Regions from separate parts of the Gossypium hirsutum genome. Here region 1 is linked to region 2. The links are chromatin contacts, called in public Hi-C maps. All regions are on one chromosome and are shown on one strand. The core of a region is the stretch at or near the end of the contact, and the rest is flanking DNA. Distances in the headings are between cores, read along the strand shown.

Region 1 (4,880 bases), core at 1,581-4,080, 100 kb after region 2:
TCTAAATTGGATTAGTGATCGAACCAATAAAATCACTAGATCATCCACTACGCCCTCAATTCGATTCGATCATCCGGATCGAGATCTTGGTATTACCACACAAATACAAACACAAACTTAATTTACTTATACAATTTATAGATAAAGAAAACTTACTTAACTACAAAATCTCAAACTAAAATACATAGTCTCACTTACTTATACATGGCCATGGACTTTTCCTTTTAGAATTCGTGTTTAAAGTCCTGACAGACCCCTTTAAACAATACCGTGGAGACAGACACAAGCTCACTTCACGACCATTCGTTCACTAACACAAACCACGCTTATCTTTTAATAGATCATACCCTATAACATACGTCCGACACACACATATGTGACCGAACCTAAACTTCTCACATTCCATACCATAACACGCATTCTATTTTCAACAATCACTCATACAGTTACATAACCATCATACTATACTTTTCTAGCTTTGGTGTCCTTATTTTCTACAGAAATGTTTCATATGAATAGTATTCATACAAGAGTTAACTTAGAGACTCACCTAGTTCTCACCTACTGCAGCCCAAAACTCCATATCCAGACTTTCATCACACAAATCAGCATCAACTACTTCTACAGAACATGAAAATCCATCAAGATCTATTCATATATCCCTTTTTCCATCATTTCTAACATTGAAAATCCCCAAAAAATTCACTTTTTCTTTATCTTTCTGATTTACCAAATATAATAGTTTTACTCTTTCACAACATAACATGCACAGCCATAAATCTTACCTTGACATGGAGTAATCACTAGTGAAGATCCAGATCTATAACTCCAGCTTCAAGGAGAAAGAAATATTTGAAGTTTTTTAAGTTTCGGGTAACAATACTTCTTGAAAAAGGAAGAAGTAAAACTTCCTCTTTTTCTAACCCAAATATCTAAATATCTAACCTGAACCCTTATTGGAACCTGACACGTGTTACAAACTGTCACCACTGCCTTTATAAATGATTTACAGCTATGAAAACCCAATATTTTTATATTTTTCTTTGGTTCCTCTATTCAACTAGTTCCTAACCAATTCATTTAGATCATGACTAAATGAATTGGGCATACATTACCTCCGGCGATTACCCAAGTTACCCAAAATCCTCAATACTTTTACCAATTTCCTCTTAATGACTCAACACATGCTGTAAACATTTTTTTCAATAATCTAACATGTACTATGCACCTGATCTATACGCCAAAAGTATCAATTAGGCAGATAACACGACGCCACTTAGATTACTTTCGGTTTGCTCACCAAATTCAGTACTCACCAAAATAGGATGTTACATCACCGGTCCAATTAAAAATCCAAAAAGAGTAATAAAATTTAAAAAAATCTCAATTCAAACGTCTGTTCAACCGGTATTTTAGTTGATTCAACTTTCTGTTCAACTAGTTTTTTAATCGGTTTGCCGGTTCTCAATCTAATAGGTTGAAAGTCACTTTCCAAATCAATACCTCGGCTAATTCAAGATCCAACCGGCCGGTTCGATTCAAATAACACTGGCTTTATATTTGTAATTTTTTTATTGACTTTTTTTTAAAAAAAAAGAAAGACAAAAATGTCATCATAATAATATAACTTAATTAAAATATACAAGGTTAATTTGATAATTTCTTTTGACTGAATTGTGTCAAGTTGACTCTTGACACTAACTCAATCATATGAAAATATCATATAACAAAATTTTTAAGGTTACTACAAGCTATATAACTGATGATTGTTAAATTTTAAGGTAAACTGCGTAGTTGGTCATATAACTTTAATAAGTTTTCATTTTAGGCATTAGAAATAAAAAATTTGCAATTAGGCACTGCCATTAACAATTGTTTTCATTTTAGTCACTCAACTTTAATAAGATTTAATTTTTGGTCAACCGTTCATTCAATTTATTGTACACTCTTTTTAGTCATAAAATTTTAATAAGTTTTCATTTTGGCCGCTCACTTTTTAAAAATTAATTTTAATATTTTCAAAATAAACCTAGCTTTTGTACGACATTGAGTTATTCAATCCTGGAGATGAAACCATGTTTAACTCAATTCTCCATACAAACCAAGTATTTTCCTGAAGAAACCTAGGTTGGAAAATTAAAAAAAAAAATGGTTTTCCCTGTGAAAACCCAATGTTTTAAAAATTAAAGGGAATTAAAAAGATTTTTCCCTATAATTCCTATAAACCCTTGGTTTTTCCCTTTTACAGAGAAGAAACAAAAAATAATTCTAAAAGGTTAAATTAAATTAAATTAAATTTTAAAAGAAAAATGAGTAACCAAAATGAAAAGTTATTAAAGTTGAATGACTAAAATGAGTGTAAAATAATATTGAATTAATAGCGAGTGATCAAAATAAAAGTCTATTAAATATGGGAGACTAAAATGAAAAACGGTTGTTAACAATAGTACTCAATTTGTAATTTTTTTTATTCTCAATACCCAAAATAAACACTTATGAAAGTTAGATAATCAAACTGTGTAGTTTATAACACCTCGGATTTCTTTTGCTTTGGGTTTCAATTAATCAAATATTTATTACTTGATAAAATCAAAAAGCAAACGGTGAATTTTTATTTCACCGAATCTTATAATTAAAAGAGTAAAGAAAAATAAAATACTTAGCAGCCTATTTCATGAATTATACGAGCTCACTGCTAAGACATGCATGTCGCTATCATACAATACTCTCCAAAAGAGGCTTGTCAAAACCCACACAAACCTTATCCGAGGAACAAAGCATGCGTGACAATAAAAGGTTTTAGGCAAAGAAGATTTTACCCTTATCAGCTGAGAAGGCTCAGTAGCTAAATATATTTAAGAACATCCATGGCGACCTTGAGCTGCCAGTTTCATCTTGCTATCCATCGACTTCCTTGCAATGCCAGAGTTAGGCCTTCCTTCTCTTGCTCAGTGCAACCCTCTCAAAGCAATATTAAGGTAGTGGTTCAATACCTGCACAAAAAATTTTCTGCGTTACTATTCATGGTGATTAAGAAGTTGTTTGTTCACAATTTGGGGAAACAGGTTGTTATAAATGGAGCAGCAAAGGAAATAGGAAGGGCTGCAGTAATTGCAGTGACTAAAGCTAGAGGAATGGAGGTGGCCGGTGCAGTGGATTCCTATTGTGTGGGAGAAGATATAGGAAAGGTTTAAAGTCCATTCATGTCTTGTTCCATGCACTTTTACCCCCTCAATAATCACTTGGCTATAAAATCCAACTTTTAACAGTTCCTTTTTCTACATTAGGTGTGTGATATGGAAGAGCCTCTAGAAATTCCTATCGTGAATGATCTCACTATGGTTTTAGGTTCGATATCTCAGGTAGCATTCCAATTTCAATATCTTTTTAAGTTGACTTCACCGGTCATACCATTTTGATCACAATAATTCTATCAGTCAAAAGAGACAGGAGTCGTTGTTGATTTCACTAAGCCTTCAGCAGTTTATGACAACGTAAAACAGGTTCGGTATCTAAACACTACTATATTCTTATATCAACTTATTTTGCAGCCTCAGTGAATAAGCAAGGATAAACCATATTTTTCATATGACCACTGAAATGTAAATTTTCTAAGAGTTATACTAGAATAGCTGATAATAGTTTTCTTTTCAACTTCTCATAGGCAACAGCATTTGGTCTGAGAAGTGTGGTTTATGTGCCTCGGATTACGGTTGACACAATATCAGCATTATCTGCATTTTGCGAGAAAGCCAGCATGGTGAGGACAGGGTGAGATATATTTCAATGTCTACTTGTCTCACAAAATATTTTATACCGCTTTAATTTGCAGAGCCAAGTAACTTGTTGTAATTCTAACGAATACGAAATATTTTAGGGTTGCCTAGTTGCACCAACTCTGTCTATAGGATCTATTCTCCTCCAGCAAGCTGCCATTTCAGCTTCCTTCCACTACAACAATGTAGAAATTGTTGAATCAAGGGCGCATGCAACAGTAAGCTACAAGTTACATTTGGGTTTTTATATTTTCTATGGCTTTCAGTACAAATGTCGAGATGCAGTTGTCACGGCAGTCATCCAAAGTTAAATGAAATAAACACACATCTATAGAATGTGTGGTGCAATGAAGTATATGAATGTAGTTTTGCATTATGCTTTGACAATTAAGTCTACATAACTCCAACATACATGTCCCTTGTAGATGACCTGATGAGATACTAAACTTGTCATTGATTACAGGATCTTCCCTCACCAGATGCCATCCAGATTGCCAACAACCTCTCCAACCTTGGTCAGATCTACAACAGAGAAGACCTTTCAACAGATGTTTCGGTAAAGCATTGATATACAGAAAATGATGGTAGAACCAAAATGTCAAAAAGTGAATTGCACTTCTATTATCATCTATTTCTATCTAGTTGTGGCAATTAGAGAGTAGGGAAAGATGTTAAATGAAATGAAAATATACAAATGAAAAAAATCCTTAAACTTTTGTTTTTGGTGCCTATCTTGTCAGATATGATATTGCAGTAATTGTCATATAGAGCTACTAATAAAGCATAGGAAAATCCATCACATTGATCATCTGAATTCTACTAATTGGCTTATACAAGAAAGAACTAGAGATATAGATTTACATTTATGAGAATTTATGTTACCAAAAGAAAGAACAGAAGCACATATAATCCAAAATGCTAATTAAGAAGGTGGCTCATTTTTCATTTTTTTCCCCTTTGTAAGGCAAGGGGTCAAGTCCTAGGTGAAGACGGTGTACGTGTTCATAGCATGGTCCTTCCTGGGCTTCCATCTAGTACAACAGTTTACTTCTCTGGACCAGGAGAGGTAAACCCCCCCGCCCCTTCCTCTCTCCTAGCACTAGC
Region 2 (4,374 bases), core at 1,010-3,509:
ATGGAATATGTTGTATAAGTTATAGTTAAGTTGGTGGATAATGACCACTCATGTGTTGTGTTAAGATGGTGGAACAAGTCTATCTAGGTTTTGTGAACGCCGTTGGGCATATTATGTTTATTACGTTCGAACCACTTTGAAAGGTAGAGTATCTTATGAGCGTTTGTGCTTAATAACCAGTAGAATTCTTGTATATTGTTTGTGATTACATTTGGAACTCACTAAGTTCGCTTGAACTTACTTTATTATTTTCCTTCTCAGGCGAGTTAAGTAGAAAAGGGACTACGCCAGATTTGTTGTTGCCAGTAAGCTACTTATTTGTTTTCTGAATCATGCAGGACCATTTGGGCTGGTAACATGTAGAATTGTTTTGTAAGTAACTTTGTAATAATTTACATCTTTCGCCAATTAATTGTTTTAAAAAGAATTTCTATGTACTCTTGAGACATGTTAAATCTTAGTGAAATATAATTTTATGAGAACATTTGTAAGGCGTATACACCAAACTGTTTTAAATTATATTTAATTGTCAATGATGCACATGAAACTTTTGTATGGGAAATAATGCACTTTGCGTTTTATATAATCTCATCGACTTTTATAAGGCTTCTGTTAGATGTTTGTTTAAACTATGTTTTATTTTACTTGGTGTAATACAACGAGTGTTATAACACTCACCTCTAAATTCTCCCTTTAAGAATGTAGACTATAAAAACTTGAGGTTTACACTTCAATTACACTCATAAAAATGGTTCCACAATGAAAAAATAAAGCGCTCTCAGTATGCTATCATCTAAAACCTATACAAACCTCATAATATATATGTCTCTCAACTTGCTAACATACTAATAATTAAATACAAAGCAACCCTAAAAATTGGTAACTAAAAAATAGAAAAATTAATATACTAATAAAATCCAAAATGAAAAACACAATCAGATGGAAATTCAATATTTTAGGAAAACAATAACTTGATCCCAAATGATTCTCCATAATTCAAGGGTTGTAATTGTTCAATTCAATCAACTACAATCCAATCTTCATAGGTAACAGATTGGTTTACATTTATGTGTTTCCATATTTTGAAAATATCCACTAACTCAACAACCCAAAGATTTTGTTTCAATATATTGCCAACCCCAAATATAACTAGTTTCACTCTACTATCATAGTGATGGGTAGTAGTGGACATTGTCAAATACCACTTAAATCATTTCTTCACAACTTACCTCAACAGTAGACGCATGAATAAAATCATTTAATACTTTACTCAAAATAAGAATTAAAAAATAATTTTTAAATTGTAAACATTTTATCATATGTCAATCTTGAATAAATTCAATAATAAATATTCAAACTAATGTCTTTAAATATATTATTTAATAAAAATAAAAATTTTCTCTCCATATACATTTATAAAAATACATATATAATATTAAAAAAAACACAAGCATAAATATACAAATTTTATCTCTTACCTTTCTTTTTCTTCTCTCTATTTTCGGTTTAATAAATGACTTTAGAACACTTGTACCAAATTCATTTATTTCATAACTTTTACTTTGGTCTATATATAATTTTTTATTATATATATATATATTACAGTCACAACTTGCATTATATTTAAAGTAGATTGAATGAGATTACATTTGAAAAAAGTAGATGCTATTATTTCTATCAATGAAATTAACCATCAAGTTCAAACTTTACATATTTTTAAAATTAAATCAATTATAAATGTCATTTGAGTGTTGTAAGGTACCTAAATTCAAGATAAAAAAACCAAAAAGAGATTTCTAGTCTATTCCTCTTGATATATATCATTCAAAAGAAAAATCAAATGGAACACTGATTACTGATATTTGGTTAGGTCACCAGCAATTACATTTACATTAGGTATGTAACACTACAAGATTACAAGGAATGTAACATTCCAAGTGATAACTACAAATAAAATCCCACTCTCTTTGTTAAAAGGAAAAAAAAACCCACACACTCTCACGCATTGCTATTTGTTTAAAAGCAAAGTAGCATTTTAGAGATGAATAACCAAGAATGGAGTTATTTTCAGAGGATGGACCACCGCCAAAATAGACCAGAAAGAAAAAGGAAAAAGAAACCGGATAGATATGTAGATAAGTAGATACTACGGGGATAATGGCAACAATAGAGATAGTGGCGCCCTCTTGTGGAGACAAGCGCCTAATGAAAGCGAAGCATTAGGCTCGGACGCTCACAAACCAAAGGTGGCTTTTTGCAACCCGGGAGCTTGGGCTTGGATCCATCATCATGCATGCATTTTCGAGACAGCTTGGTGACCCCAAGTGGACTACGATTCCGTGTCAACTTGGAACACCCTTAAAGTAGAGAAATACACTTTTAAAAAAAAGTAGTTAAAAAAGACAAATTTATACTATTTGGATTAATCTCAATTTCCACATTAAACAAATTGTTCCCCTTCAAAAAAATCAAATTAATTTAATATATTCATTTTAAAAATAAGAAATTAAGAATAATTAATTATAATATTAATGTTTTTCATCAATTTTACATAAATTTGATTAATATAATAACAAATTTAGCTCTCATAATTTATATATTCTATTAATTTAATCATGATTTAACAAATTCAATCTACAATATTTTTTTATAAATGTATAAATGTTGAGGTTAAATTTATTAATTTTTTTATAATTAAGATCAAATTAACAAAATATGTACACATCGAAAATTAAAATTATCATTATAACAATCAAAATTTTGCACAATAAACAAAAATATATTAATGTTATGATGAATTTTTGTTAATTTTTTACTTTTAAAATTGATAGAGATTAAATTGTAAAATTGAGAAGAATATTGAAAAAGAAAATTTAACAATTTGATTACTGATAACGTTTTGTTGGTGCTATTCACTAAGCTTTCTTAAATTTTGTTAAGAAATTTGGCACATACGTTTAAACATCCAATTTAAAGGTAATGGACAATCAACTGAAAAAAAGGGTAATGGGCAATCAATTAAAACTTAATTTGAATACAACACAATTCATCAAACTTCATGTAACAAGTTAAACATGGATTCTTTTCTCAAATTATGTGACGTTTCAAACCAAAATTTTACCAAGTAATTCACATGCTCAATCTTTAAACACGTCATTCTTAGCCAAGGATAACATCAGTAAAGCCATGATTGCAATCTTCGAGGTAATTACGGAAAGTGTATCTCATAAGCCTACAAAAAGTACCACAGAAGAATGGTTTTCCTCTTTGAAATCGGGATAAGCCTCTCTGTCATTCACCGTTCAAAATTTTCCTACATCAAACTTGATTTAACATTTATTTTTTAAGTATTTTATATGCTGGTGGATCCATGACAGACATTTAGCTTTTGACATGGATGGTAGTTAAAGTTCGATCATTAATTAAATTGATTAAGGTAAGAAAATCTTATAAAAGATCACTTTAATAGTATTAGGTTTAAAGCTTAGTTGGGCCATATTTCACTCAATTCAAGGGTTCGTTTTTCATTGAGCAAAATCTTATTAACTTATTATCTATATTATTTTTACTATCACCCTTAATTAATTATCAACTCAATTATTAAATTATATAAATTTTAATAAAGTAATAAATGTTAATTTAACAGTATTGTTTTTATAAAAATATAGAAAAGAATCATACTTGTAATAACATTTTAACCCAAGACACCAAATATATACTCTCCTAATTTTGACACTTTAATTAAAGTAATAATTAATTTTTATATGAATTCTTAATAAATATATTATATAATTATTTTTATTCATATAATGGGTATGCCATAATCTTATTGATAGTGTTATCGTTTAAATTAGTGTCACAAATTAACTCGATACCAATTTAAGAAAAAAAAACAATGCTATAATAAAAAATTGGAATACATTTAATATTCTTTATACGATGTATAGTGACAGAACCAAAGGGGTTGGCAGGGCCCTAACCCCTCTAAAAAGGAAAAATTTCTATTTAGACCTTTTATAATTTATAAAATTTTAAATTAATAATGGCAAAATTGCACTTTAGCCCCAAAAATAATAAAAACTTGATTTAATCCTCTCAAAATTATAAATATAGACACTATTAAAATGGTGAAATTACATTTTTACTATCGTAAAAATATACAATTTAATTCCGCCCCTAAAAAAATTTTCTAACTCCACCACTAATGATATATTTATCTATTTAAATTTTCTTTTACTCAAAATTTAAACTAATTTTATTTTAATTTCATACATATTATATATGTATTATTCATTTCAAATCTTACATTCCATTATTTATTGTATATTATTTTATAAAAACACTCATACATTTTAAATATATAATTTTCATTTG

What was found. Hi-C and Micro-C count contacts between places; a contact is called where the count stands out from the background.
Region 1: a Hi-C map of leaf shows a contact between it and region 2, with 3 times the contacts expected there. The contact joins the promoter of LOC107892051 here to the enhancer-like site in region 2. A contact is called at or near these places in 3 of 34 Hi-C or Micro-C datasets (leaf and petal).

What each region holds. Positions count from the first base shown.
Region 1 is chrD09:15,753,232-15,758,111 of Gossypium_hirsutum_v2.1, forward strand. LOC107892051 (dihydrodipicolinate reductase-like protein CRR1, chloroplastic) reads left to right here and starts at 2,831. Exons shown (of 10, transcript XM_016817016.2): 1 at 2,831-2,978; 2 at 3,066-3,188; 3 at 3,288-3,362; 4 at 3,438-3,503; 5 at 3,665-3,760; 6 at 3,878-3,994; 7 at 4,240-4,332; 8 at 4,741-4,842. The coding sequence starts at 2,868. It overlaps LOC107892052 (protein COFACTOR ASSEMBLY OF COMPLEX C SUBUNIT B CCB2, chloroplastic), which reads right to left. Exons shown (of 8, transcript XM_041101848.1): 6 at 4,189-4,298; 7 at 786-2,993; 8 at 143-621.
Region 2 is chrD09:15,653,107-15,657,480 of Gossypium_hirsutum_v2.1, forward strand. No RefSeq gene overlaps it. Among protein-coding and RNA genes, the nearest start is that of LOC107892687, 26 kb to the right of the region's middle. Within about 2 kb of position 2,260, at least 2 of the 9 cell types and tissues checked have an H3K27ac peak or open chromatin away from gene starts, as enhancers often do. A contact at or near this core is called in leaf, where this site is marked.